2 separate regions of the Triticum aestivum genome follow, and region 2 is linked to region 1. Evidence: chromatin contacts called from public Hi-C data. All regions are on one chromosome and are shown on one strand. The core of a region is the stretch at or near the end of the contact, and the rest is flanking DNA. Distances in the headings are between cores, read along the strand shown. Region 1 has its middle 11 kb from the start of LOC123161818. Region 2 holds the start of LOC123161851 (probable BOI-related E3 ubiquitin-protein ligase 3).

Region 1 (5,872 bases), core at 1,696-4,195:
CGGCGGCGCCGCCACCGGTGCTGCTGCTGCCGCCGAAGAAAGCCATCGGGTGTGGGAGGTGGCGTGGAGGTGGAGGGTGCGGGAGGTGCGGGAGGTGGCGGAAGAAAGCCATCGGGCCGGTGCCGTTTTATAGCGGGGGGAGGGAGGGAGGCGGGCAGGCGGCGCCATGGTTATTAACGCCGGCGCGTTAATGCGCGCGGCAGGCGAGGCGGCGTTTGACCGTCGGGCGAAGCGAACGGCGCGTCGGGAGGGGGCAGGCCAGGCGGCGGGCCGGTCGGGTGGCAGCATCGGCGCGGCAGCCGAGGAGCCGACAGCGACGGCAGGCGTCAGCGGTCGCGCGGCAGGCGAGGAGGCGGCACCGGTGGCGTCCGGCAGGCGGCGCGGCAAGCGAGGAGGCGGCAGCAGTGGCGTCCGGCAGGCGCGGCTGCAGGCGGCAGCGGCGGCGCGGCACGCGAGGAGGCACGCGCGTGGAACCGCCTGCGTGCATGCGCGCCTCGGGCGCCGTGATTGGCGGCCGACACGCCACATGATGGGTGTGGGATTGCGTGGGGCCGCGGGCGTGGGGGTGGGGCCGGCGCGGCGCCACCGACAACGCGTTGACTGCGAGCGGCCGGTTTAATTTTTTTCCCTCCCGGGCGGGCGGCCGGCCTGTATTCATATACGTATACCTCCGTCTGTTTTTTTTTTTGCGGGCGGGCGGGCCGGCGAGGCAATCTTATGCCCATCCTACCCTTTGTTATGAAGGGGTATTGGGCAATCTCAGCCCTCCTTGTGTTTACAGGGGGGTCTACCGAAGCGGAAGTGTCACATAAATAATAATAGTACGGGTGTTTACTACTCCCTCCATTCCTAAATATTTGTCTTTCTAGAGATTTCAAATGGTTACCACATACGGATGTACATAGACATATTTTAGTGTAGATTCACTCAATTTGCTCCGTATGTAGTCATTTGTTGAAACCTCTAGAAAGACAAATATTTGGGAACGGAGGGAGTATTATTTGAGCTCGTGCATGCTCCCCCGTGCGTCTAGAGGCAATTTGGCATCAAACTAAAGATATATTCTGAGTGTCGATCCTGGTCACTCTCACTCACACGCCTCCTTTTCATTTTTCTCGAAAGGCTCACTCACGCACCTCCTTGAAAAGAAGTCCAAACCAGCTCCAACTTTGTGAGTTGGATGGTTACCTTCTTCCCCTATCCGGTGAGAATCGAGCCTGGGATCTCGTGCACCATCTTTTTTTACTTCTGTATCATTTCCACTCCTTTTTTCTGGCGTTGCTGTCTAAGATGAGATGCGGTTGGTTCTACGGACAGAAATGTAACAAGTTGGGACCCTTTTGGCCAGGAGCACATGATACATACAGTACATTCTACGCTGAGGATAATCGTGTGGTATATATCCTGTGCTGACCCGGCATACATGGCCTGGAGGGAGGAACAGAGACGAGAGTATAATTCTTGGCCGCGATGTCGTACATCCGCAGTTGTGCATCGTCCGTCCTCACGCACAGCTTGCACAGGGATATGATTGAGATGGGAAAATATCTGGTGATACGGCAGCTGAGGTGATACGATGCTCCAATCAACCCTGGACCTTTAGATCATGTTCCAATGGAGGTGATGAATGCACATGTGATGGACAGCTCATCCACCGTCAAATATGCAGAAAACCCCTGGGTCAGTTGTTAATTGAGCACATGGGTCTTTTCCTACTACTACTACTACTACTGTTTTGGCTCCTAGGTTCATATGCACCCATTATCGAAATACACATTTCGAAAAGTTGGAAAATTTGGAACAAAAATCCCGCGTGTATATCCGGACATTTTATGTGCGTTCACAAAGTTTCGGTGAAAAACAACTTTTTTTTGTGGCTTGTGTAAAAAAATAAATAAATGCCTCGTGAATAGTTAGAATGAAGCATCATAAATTGTCTTTTTTACACAAGCCACAAAAAACGTCGTTTTTCACTAAAACCTTGTGCACACACATAAAATGTCCGGATATACACGCGGGATTTTTGTTCCGAATTTTTCAACTTCTCGAAATGTGTATTTCGACAATGGGTGCATATGCACCTAGGAGCCAAAGGCGGGATTTTTGTTCCGAATTTTCCAACTTTCCGAAATGTGTATTTCGATAATGGGTGCATATGCACCTAGGAGCCAAAACGCCGCTCTCCTCCTCCTCCTACTACTACTACTGCTACTGCTGCTGCTGCTGCTGCTACTACTACTACTACTACCAACCTCCGTGTTAGTTACTGTAAAACGAAATGGATCGGCTTTACTATGCAAACACCCACACCAAAAACACAGTGTTCCTCTCAAGTCTTCGTATGAAATTTTGCCATCTCCATTTTTTTTCTACTGCTAAAGTTCAACAAAATAAATCCACTAATTTTTTGGTTACTTTGTAGATGAATACTAACATATTGAATAGTCTAAAAAATACATTAGCAGACTGGTTTGGCATGTTAAGTCCCTTAATTTTCATATTAATTTATGGTTGGTCTTCACATATTCCATGTCCATTCTAATCTTGTGTAGCTGGACAACTAGCCTCCATATGTCATATTTGCTTTCACTAAAAATAATTGCTTTTTTTAGAGAACATAGAAACAATGTTTGCATTTAATTTGAAGAGGAACCCACTGAAAGTTGATAACCAAGTTTTATGCACCATTTCACATATGGTGCTTAATGAACATTGGAAAATTTTGAGGAAATCTAGCTGTTCTTATCTTCTGATTGCTTCAAAGCCTCGCAAAGAATTAAGAATGTGATTCAGGGTGTTCTGGTATATTTCACTTTGGCTTTGCCTGTACTCACTAGGCTGTAGACCACGCACGGCCGGCACGGCGTTGCCGTCCGCACCGCACGCCCACCCACGCTGCTGGTGCGTGTGCATCCTCTCGTGTCAATCCCCAGCCGGCCGCGCCGCGCGTGCGTCACCTCGGACCAGATCAGATAAAGGCATCGCGTCCCGTCCCGAGGAGGTGTGCTTGGTCTGGCTTTGGATGGACGCTGGCCTCTAGGAGTGGGGCTGGTGCGGGGCGGCGGCCGTGCTCCGGGGCGGCAACCAACCTCCCTCCATCGCAAAAGCCAAAAAGGAGGTCTGGTCTGTGCCGATGCCGTGGTGGTGCACTGCTGCCGAAAGGAGCGGGGGCAGTTGGTGCATGCCAGGATGCATGCCGCCTACCGTTCGCGTCAGCCTCGCTCGGATGGATCACAACACCGAGGGTAGGGAACAAACTTCTTTCTTTGACAAACAAATTCATGCAGCAGATGCGGTCGAGATGATGCGTCGCGTCCACTTCCACCGCCACCAGTAGTAGATAGGCGCATGCGCTCACGCCAAGCGGATGCTGCGCAGAGTCAGCACAAGTATGCACACGCCTCCCTTCCCTTCACATTCGTTCTCCGTTTTGTGCCCCGCCACCACAACTGTTGCTGTTGCAGATAATAAAATAAAATACCACGTCGACCGATAGTGCTGCTAGTGGCCAGTAATTTTGCGCAATACAGAACAGAACAGAACAGACGCTGAAAACAGGACCGTCCGCATAAAAAGAACGTGAGGAGGAAAGATGGAGAGGGGCCAAACGCATGGCAACAAACGTCGAATAGTTCCGAGAAACATCTGATGGCAGAAAGATGCAGGAGAGAGAGCAGCAGCAGGCGTGGTTTTCGTCGACAAGCAGAGGACAAGGAAGGGCAATGCAGCTTGCACAAGTCACTGTACATGGGTTTGGCAAATGGAGACGGCATTATCAGGCGCCCAGAACGACAAGAGCTGTTTCAGATTGAACAAAAAGTTGGCATGGACTATTGTACCATGCTCATTCCCTGTGACAGTGAAAGTAGATGGCACGCACGCACTCCATGTTATACCACCAGGAATGAGCTTTGTTTAGCTAGCATCTCCTGTCAAGTCCCATCATCGATCCATGGCTGGATGGTACTCCCTGCATATCGAAATATAAGACGCTTTTTGACACTATGACAGTGTGAAAAAACATCTTATATTTTAATACAGAGGGAGTACAACATGCTAAGTTCATATAGTAGTATAATTCTGTATTGATAAGAAAAAGGAAGAAGAAATATGCCCTAGAGTTGAAGAAAGGAGCCACTGAGCCCAACCAATAAGACAGGCGTATGATTGTAATGTGGCCACATCCCAGAAGCTATCTAAATGCCAACCTAAATTGATTGATTGACCCAGCTTCTAATGAGCCAAACATGGAGTGGTTCATTTCACCCTCCAGATCCTCGTGCTCAGTCTCATTGACACGGAATAAAATCGTCGTTCTTGGAGTATTATTGGGCTAGAATAATCTCCCTTGGATACATACGGCTTTATCCGGTGACATGGTACAGATAAAGAAAGATCATGGAGACATGCAAGCAAAGAAATTGGATGGACAGAGGGACAGGCACCTGATCCTCGATGCATACATATGCCAGATTGCCAAATCTAAACCAACCACATAACACATGGCTAGGCTACGCCAGCATGGATGGACCCCTAGGCCTCCACGTATATATCGATGCATTGCACACGCACATTACTTTCTTCAGATGAGACAAGTACTCCCTCCGTCCAAAAATTCTTGTCTTAGATTCATCTAAATACGGATGTATCAAGTCATGTTTTAGTATTAGATACACCCGCATCTAGACAAATCTAAGACAAGAATTTTGGGACGGAGGGAGTATAAAAATGACCTGCTACTAGAGTAGTAGAGGCCATGATGCGCGGGTAGGAAGAAACGGGACTCCAGCATGATGCTGATAGATAGATCGTCCAAATGTTTGTCCAGAGCGATGGAGATGGCCGAGCAGGCTCTGGTGTTCAAATCAGGATTCATTTCTTTGCTTACTAAGCGCCGATTTGTTCACTCAAGTTTGAAAGAGATTGTTTCACGATGTAAATGGGGTGCTTTGTCGGACTCCTAATGGATAGACACCAGGCAGATCATGATGGAAACAGGGGTGCTGGTATTGACTGGCCACTCTAATTGTGACGTTCGACCAGACGAGCAAAGAGACATTGAACGACACAATTCAGAGAACCTTCTCAATGCCAGCCAGGTTCATGAAAGTTTGAAAACCAACTCTATCCAAGAGTAGAAAAAGGGAATATCCACCCACTGTAAAAGCTAAGAACCAATCGAGATAGACATTCATCGGAAAACAAGAGGCCGATAATGTTATCGAACCAATAAACTGCAAGAAACTGGAACTCTACCTAATTCGGCAAATAAAATACTCCCTCCGACCCAAAATAAGTGACTCAACTTTGTACTCCATCCGTCCGGAAATACTTGTCGGAGAAATGCATAAAAATTGATGTATCTAGAACTAAAATACGTTTAGATGCATTCATTCCTCCGACAAGTATTTCTGGACGGAGGGAGTACTAGCTCTGTACTCCCTCCGTCCAAAAATACTTGTCATCAAAATGAATGAAAAGAGACGTATGTAGAACTAAAATATGTCTAGATACATCCTTGTTTATTTTTTTTATGACAAGTATTTTCGGACGGAGGGAGTACTAAAGTTAGTACAAAGTTGAGTCACTTATTTTAGGACGGACGGGAGGGAGTAGTACTGTAGTAAGATTTACGTCGAAATCCAGTGGTAACTATAAGAATCAAAGTGAAAGACAAGTAAAGATAATGGTAGCTTCCTAAAGTCAAGGCAGGGGTCCGGAGAAAAAGACAACAAAATCATACAAGCAAAGCAAGCCAGTTCCTGAAGCAGTGATAACTCATGGATTTGTGGAAGTTTCCAACTTTAAAAAGGAAGGCCCTAGCCACCCCCCCCCCCCCCCCCCCCCACACACACACACAAGTTGTTAATGC
Region 2 (5,872 bases), core at 1,284-3,783, 42 kb before region 1:
TCACTCATTTGAAGAAACTGATGCCACTCATTTCAAAAAAATAATTTCACTCATTTGAGAAAACATATTTCACTAAGTTGGGAAAACACAGATTTTTTAGTCGTTAAAAGAAATAGTTTCATTCATTTCGGAAAAGGTGATTTCAATCATCTCAAAACAAATTCATCTCTTTATGTTCAAAAAACCAATTTCACTCATCTGAAGAAATTAATGTCACACATTTCAGAAAAATAATTTCACTTAGTTGAGAAAACATACTTCGCTAAGTTAAGAAAACATATTTCAAGATTGATTTCACTCAATGCAAAAAACATATATCTAAAAGATAGATCTCACTCCATTTGGGAAAGGCATTAAACTCATTTACAAAAGATATATTTCACTCATTTCAATATATGATTTAATTATACAAAAAACACTTTTCACGCATTTATAAAAACATATTTTACTCTTTACAAAACTAAATCCACTCATTTCTGAATATATTTCGCGGATAGATTTCAAACATGTATTTCACTCATTTCAAATAAATATTTTCACTCTATTTTGGAGTTACACTAATTCCACTAATATCAGTAAACGATTTCACTCATTTATAAAAGATATATTTCACTCGCTTCACAAATACTCTATCAATTTCAAACACTGAAATAAGCAGTTTCACACAGAATATAGAGTGAAATAAGTTAATTGAAATGTTGAAAATTAAACTTATTTGAAATGTATCCAATATTGATCCTAAAGGTCTTAACACCTGGAGATCAAATATATAAAATATCACATACGTAATTTTGATTTAAGAGATATGAACCGTTGAAAATGTCAAAAGAAACTTAAATGCTATCTTTGTTATGGGAGCTAGAGGAGGATAGTATTTGTGAGTCATGCATGCAATCGTACTGACAAAAAGTTCTGAGAAGAGTTGACAATACATTTCATATGGTGTTGTTCAACAGTATACAAAGGAATACTCGTATGCATATAGACAGCACGCACCAATCTTCAAGTGGCTTGCAGTACATACCGGCTCCGGTAAAAAGTGGCTTGCAGGCCGCGCACTTCGTCTATAATAATCTGCAATACTACGAACTGTTTTTCTTCTTGTTGAACAATTCATCCAACAGCTTCAGCAAAAAGCTAAACTAATCAAACAAAAAAAAAGGGAAACTCATCCTCTAATATCTATCAATCTATGTCATCCAACCATCCTCCTATCTATCACCCCCGTCAACAACAACAAGAAAAGTGAACAAAAGAATACAAACAAAAGTCGACTCTAGTAAGTTTCACAAGGAAACAAGATGTCGACTCTAAAACTATTCGTCCCGCATCACGAAAAGTTGACGCAGACGCTGCCATTCTTGGCGCTTCCGCACGCCGGGCACGCCTGCGCCGCGGCCGCGCACGACGCGCACACGCAGAGGTGCCGGCACGGCAGCAGCAGCACAACGGCCGCGCCCTCGCGGCACCCCTTGCACCTTCCTGCTCCTGTCGCGGGACGCTCCTCCACTGCCGGTGTGCCCACCTCCTCCTCCGCGCACAAAGGCACCTGGTTCTCTCCCCAGCAGCACGACTCGGCGTCGTCCTCCTGACCGTCGCCGCTTCCACCGCCACGGACCGCCTGGGAGTCGAGCGCCCGCTGCAGGTCGCCGCGGAGCACGTTGGCCGTGGCCTCGTGGGACTGCGCGACGTCGAGCCACATCTGGGCCTCCATGAACAGGTTCCGAAGGCGCTCCTCGAGCGCCCAGTTCATGATCCCGATCCGCTCAATCTCCTCGTCCTTGGCCTTGAGCCGCTTCGCCGCCCTGGCCTCCACGGTGGAGACGATGAGCCTCGTGTGGTTCTGCCTCTGCTCTGCCAAAGCAGTCCACATATTTTTCGCCTGCATCATCGACAGCGGTTAACAAAAGCTAGTAGAAATTGAAGCCTGAAACGCCAAGCATCGATCGAGACGGTGACGATTTGATCACGGGACTTACATGTTTTAGCAGGATGCGGTCGACGTCCATGGTCTGCTGCTGCGCGTGGTCCGCAAGAACGTCGGCCGCGCTAAGCATCGACGACCGCTCGTCGCGCCTCCGCTTCTTGGTGATCATTTCCTGAACACCGTCGGGGATGCCGCCCTTCTTCGCCAGATCAGCCGCGGCCGCCAAGAACTCTGAACACTGATACGGGGCCGGCGTCATCGGCGGCGGCGGCGGCGGCAGCGTGAAGAGGTCCGCGTAGGACTGGTGCCCCCGCTGGCTCGGCAGCGCAGCACCATAACAAGGCCCACTCGCTGGCATAGCAGCGGCGTAGGGGAGCTGGTGGTGGCCGGCGCCGGCGCCGGTGGTGAGTAACATGTGGCGCAGGCGTTGCAGGTCCACGGAGGCCATGGCGATTGATGGGGCGCGCGGGTCGTCCGCTCGCTCCTATATATACAGCCAAGGCGATGCGTCCCTGGCCGGAGTTAGTGAGATGTGGTGGGAGGTGCGGTCATCGATCGGCGAGGGGACGGGCGGGCAGGGTGGCAAAGAAAGGAGGTCCGTAGATGGCAGGCAGCCGAGTATTTATGGTGCGTGACCGGGTTTTGGTTGGCGTCCGCGTCCCCTATCCTTGGCCCTGGCCTGAGTGAGAAAGCAACTGACGACGAGATTGACCGGCCCTCGATAGTTAATCCTTCTCCTTTCCAGGAGGGATTTTCCTTTTATTTATGGCTTCCGTTTCAAATCTCTCCCTAAATTTGGAGTAGAAACCACGAACTCGCCGCGTTACATTACCTGTCTGCACCGAAATTGCTGGCTTCCGTTCCCGGCGATTCCATCGATCGGTTGACTAATTTGCAGAACCCAAGTCTTGGCCATATACTGTATCGTTTAAGTTGGTATATGTCGTGGCGCCAAATCAGCACGCGTCGTTGAACCTTTGATCTCTGCACGCACGAATCTTGGGGTGTAAGGAAACTTGTGTATGTCAAATCAAAACAAATTACGCGCTCTGGTGAGGTCTCTGGACTTGGTAAAGATCGGGAATCACGTACAAAGGCGCAGTTAGTGGAGGGCAATTCGGGGAGGAAGGAAACTGCATGCGTTACGTACTACGTTCATGCACTGCATCTGCATGCAGAATCAACGTACGTACTTTAATGTGCTGAGATTTACTTGGCGTTTTTTGGCTGGCTAGCTGTAGATGGTTGAGGAAAATAATGTACGTAGTACTAGTACGTAAGTTAAAGCGTAGAGGTAGAGATGAGGGCTCAAAATTAGAAGGGAATGAATGAGTTCCATGCATACGTATCAACATCGGAAATAATACTAATACTAATAATATACAGCTGGATATACGCGTATAGTTGAAAAACAGTAACGAACGACCAAACAAATAAGCTTGTTTTATTTAGGGAACCAAGCAAATTAGCTAACCACTATATTTGGAGTAGTGCGTACTGGAATGGATCGATAGAATGGGAAACAATGAGTAGGTGCATATATATTGCAGTTTTTTTACAAAAATATATAATGTAGTTATGCTTTCCATTAATCTCTCATATATATGGACCTTTTTGCACAAGGAAACAACGTGCTGTAGTGCTCTATGCATGCATTCAAGCGGAAGACGTCCGTCGGTACGCGGATACGTTTGGGCTTCTAGTTAGACTAGGAAAGGAAGAGCAAAATAGGTGACGAAGCGGGTCACGGAAAGAGAAGAAACAGAACAGCTTTCAAGGAAACACATGCAGAGAACAGACATGATCGGGCGAGTACGAACGCGTCGCTCGCCGCACGAATAGCCCCCACATATGCATGCTAGCACTGCAGCACTTGGCTTCGGCGCCACCGAGCGATTGATACCAACCTTTGACTTGTTCCCAGACGCGCCACGCCTGCCGGGCTGGCGACGTTGCTCTTTGACATGTCATGCGTATTCATGATTAGTAAATACTCCCTCCGTTTCGAAATGTAAGTATTTTTAAAGATTTCAATAAGGAACTACATACAGAGTAAAATGAGTGAATCTATACTCTAAACTATGTCTATATACATCCATATGTAGTCCTAATTGAATCTCTAAAAGATTATGAGATTATGCACCTCCCGGATACCGGAGGAATACCTTGTGTGCTATCAAACATCACAACGTAACTGGGTGATCATAAAGATGCTCTACAGGTATCTTCAAAGGTGTTTGTTGACTTGGCATAGATCGAGATTATGATTTGTCACTCCGAGTATCAGAGATGTATCTCTGGGCCCTCTCGGTAATACACATCATAAGCTTGTAAGCAAATGACTAAGGAGTTAGTCACGAGGTGATGTATTACAGAACAAGTAAAGAGACTTGCCGGTAACGAGATTGAACTAGGTATAGAGATACCGACGATCGAATCTCAGGCAAGTAACATACCGATGGACAAAGGGAATTACGTATGTTGTCATAACAGTTTGACTGATAAAGATCTTCGTAGAATATGTAGGAGAAAATATGGGCATCCAGGTTCCGCTATTGGCTATTGACCGCAGAGGTGTCTTGGTCATGTCTACATAGTTCTCGAACCCATAGGGTCCACACGCTTAACGTTCGTTGACGATATAGTGTTATATGAGTTATGTGATTTCGTGACCGAATGTTGTTCGGAGTCCCGAATGAGAACACGGACATGGTGAGGAGCCTCAAAATGGTCGAGAGGTAAAGATTTATATATAGGACGATGGTATTTGGACACCAGAAGTGTTTCGAGACGTACCGGGAAGAAATTGGGTCACGAGAAGGGGTTCCGGGCACCCCCTGCATGTATATGGGCTTAATGGGCCAAGGGAGGGACAGACCAGCCCACAGGGGGCTGGTGCGCCTCTCTCCCTGGCCGAACAGCTCTAGGGAAGGAAAAGGGGGAGGGCTAGCCCCTCCTGCCTTTCCCTCTCATGGGAGAAAGGAAAGGGGGGCGCCACCCTCCCGTGCCTTTCCCCAGCTTCTATACATGGCAGGGGGGCGCCTCCTTGGGAGAGACCACAAGTAGGATTCCTTCTACTTGGGCGCCTCCTTTGGCTGCTCCTCCCTCCCTCCCACATATATATATGTGGGGAGGGGGCGCCACACAAGGACACAATGTTGTCTTAGCCGTGTGCGGCGCCCCCGTACACCGTTTACTCCCTCGGTCATATTTTCGTAGTGCTTAGGCGAAGCCCTGCGGAGATCACATCACCATCACTATCACCATGTCATCGTGCTACCGGAACTCATCTACTACCTCACCATCTTGCTGAATCAAGAAGGCAGAGGACGTCACCGAGCTGAACGTGTGCAGAACACGAAGGTGTCCTGCGTTCGGTACTAGATCGGTTGGAGCACGAAGAAAGTTCGACTACATCAACTGCATTGTGAAACGCTTCCGCTTATGGTCTACGAGGGTACATAGACATACTCTCCCCTCGTTGCTATGCATCTCCATAGATAGATCAATGCGTGTGCGTAGAAAATTTTTGTTTTCCATGCAACGATTCTCAACAAGATGCCCTACTGAAAGGACTTACATGTGGAGCCATCGCTACAGTGACTAGCTTGAAGGGGTTGAGCGGGACGAAAGACACAGGTTTACCCAGGTTCTGCCCCTCATGATGGAGGTAAAGTGTACTCCTACTATCGTTGATTATTGCTTGAGTATAGATTACAAGGGAGCGGATTCGTTTGACCTAACTATCGATTGATTGTCACTTAGGTTTACCCGCCGCAGGGACTCGCCCTTATATACACAGGTCGAGGCCCTGGGCTTACAAGAGTCCGGGTTGGGTCATACTTCATGACCGACCTTGGTCCTAAGTCGCCTTTGAAGGAAATATGCCCTAGAGGCAATAATAAAGTAATTATTTATTTCCTTATTTCATGATAAATGTTTATT

What was found. Hi-C and Micro-C count contacts between places; a contact is called where the count stands out from the background.
Region 2: a Hi-C map of leaf shows a contact between it and region 1, with 2.5 times the contacts expected there. The contact joins the promoter of LOC123161851 here to the enhancer-like site in region 1. A contact is called at or near these places in 3 of 5 Hi-C or Micro-C datasets (leaf and root).

Annotation. Positions count from the first base shown.
Region 1 is chr7B:599,642,209-599,648,080 of IWGSC CS RefSeq v2.1, reverse strand. No RefSeq gene overlaps it. Among protein-coding and RNA genes, the nearest start is that of LOC123161818, 11 kb to the right of the region's middle. Within about 2 kb of position 2,945, at least 3 of the 8 cell types and tissues checked have an H3K27ac peak or open chromatin away from gene starts, as enhancers often do. A contact at or near this core is called in leaf and root, where this site is marked.
Region 2 is chr7B:599,683,630-599,689,501 of IWGSC CS RefSeq v2.1, reverse strand. LOC123161851 (probable BOI-related E3 ubiquitin-protein ligase 3) reads right to left here and starts at 2,533. Exons shown (of 2, transcript XM_044579673.1): 1 at 1,980-2,533; 2 at 1,029-1,882. The coding sequence starts at 2,375. The coding sequence ends at 1,331.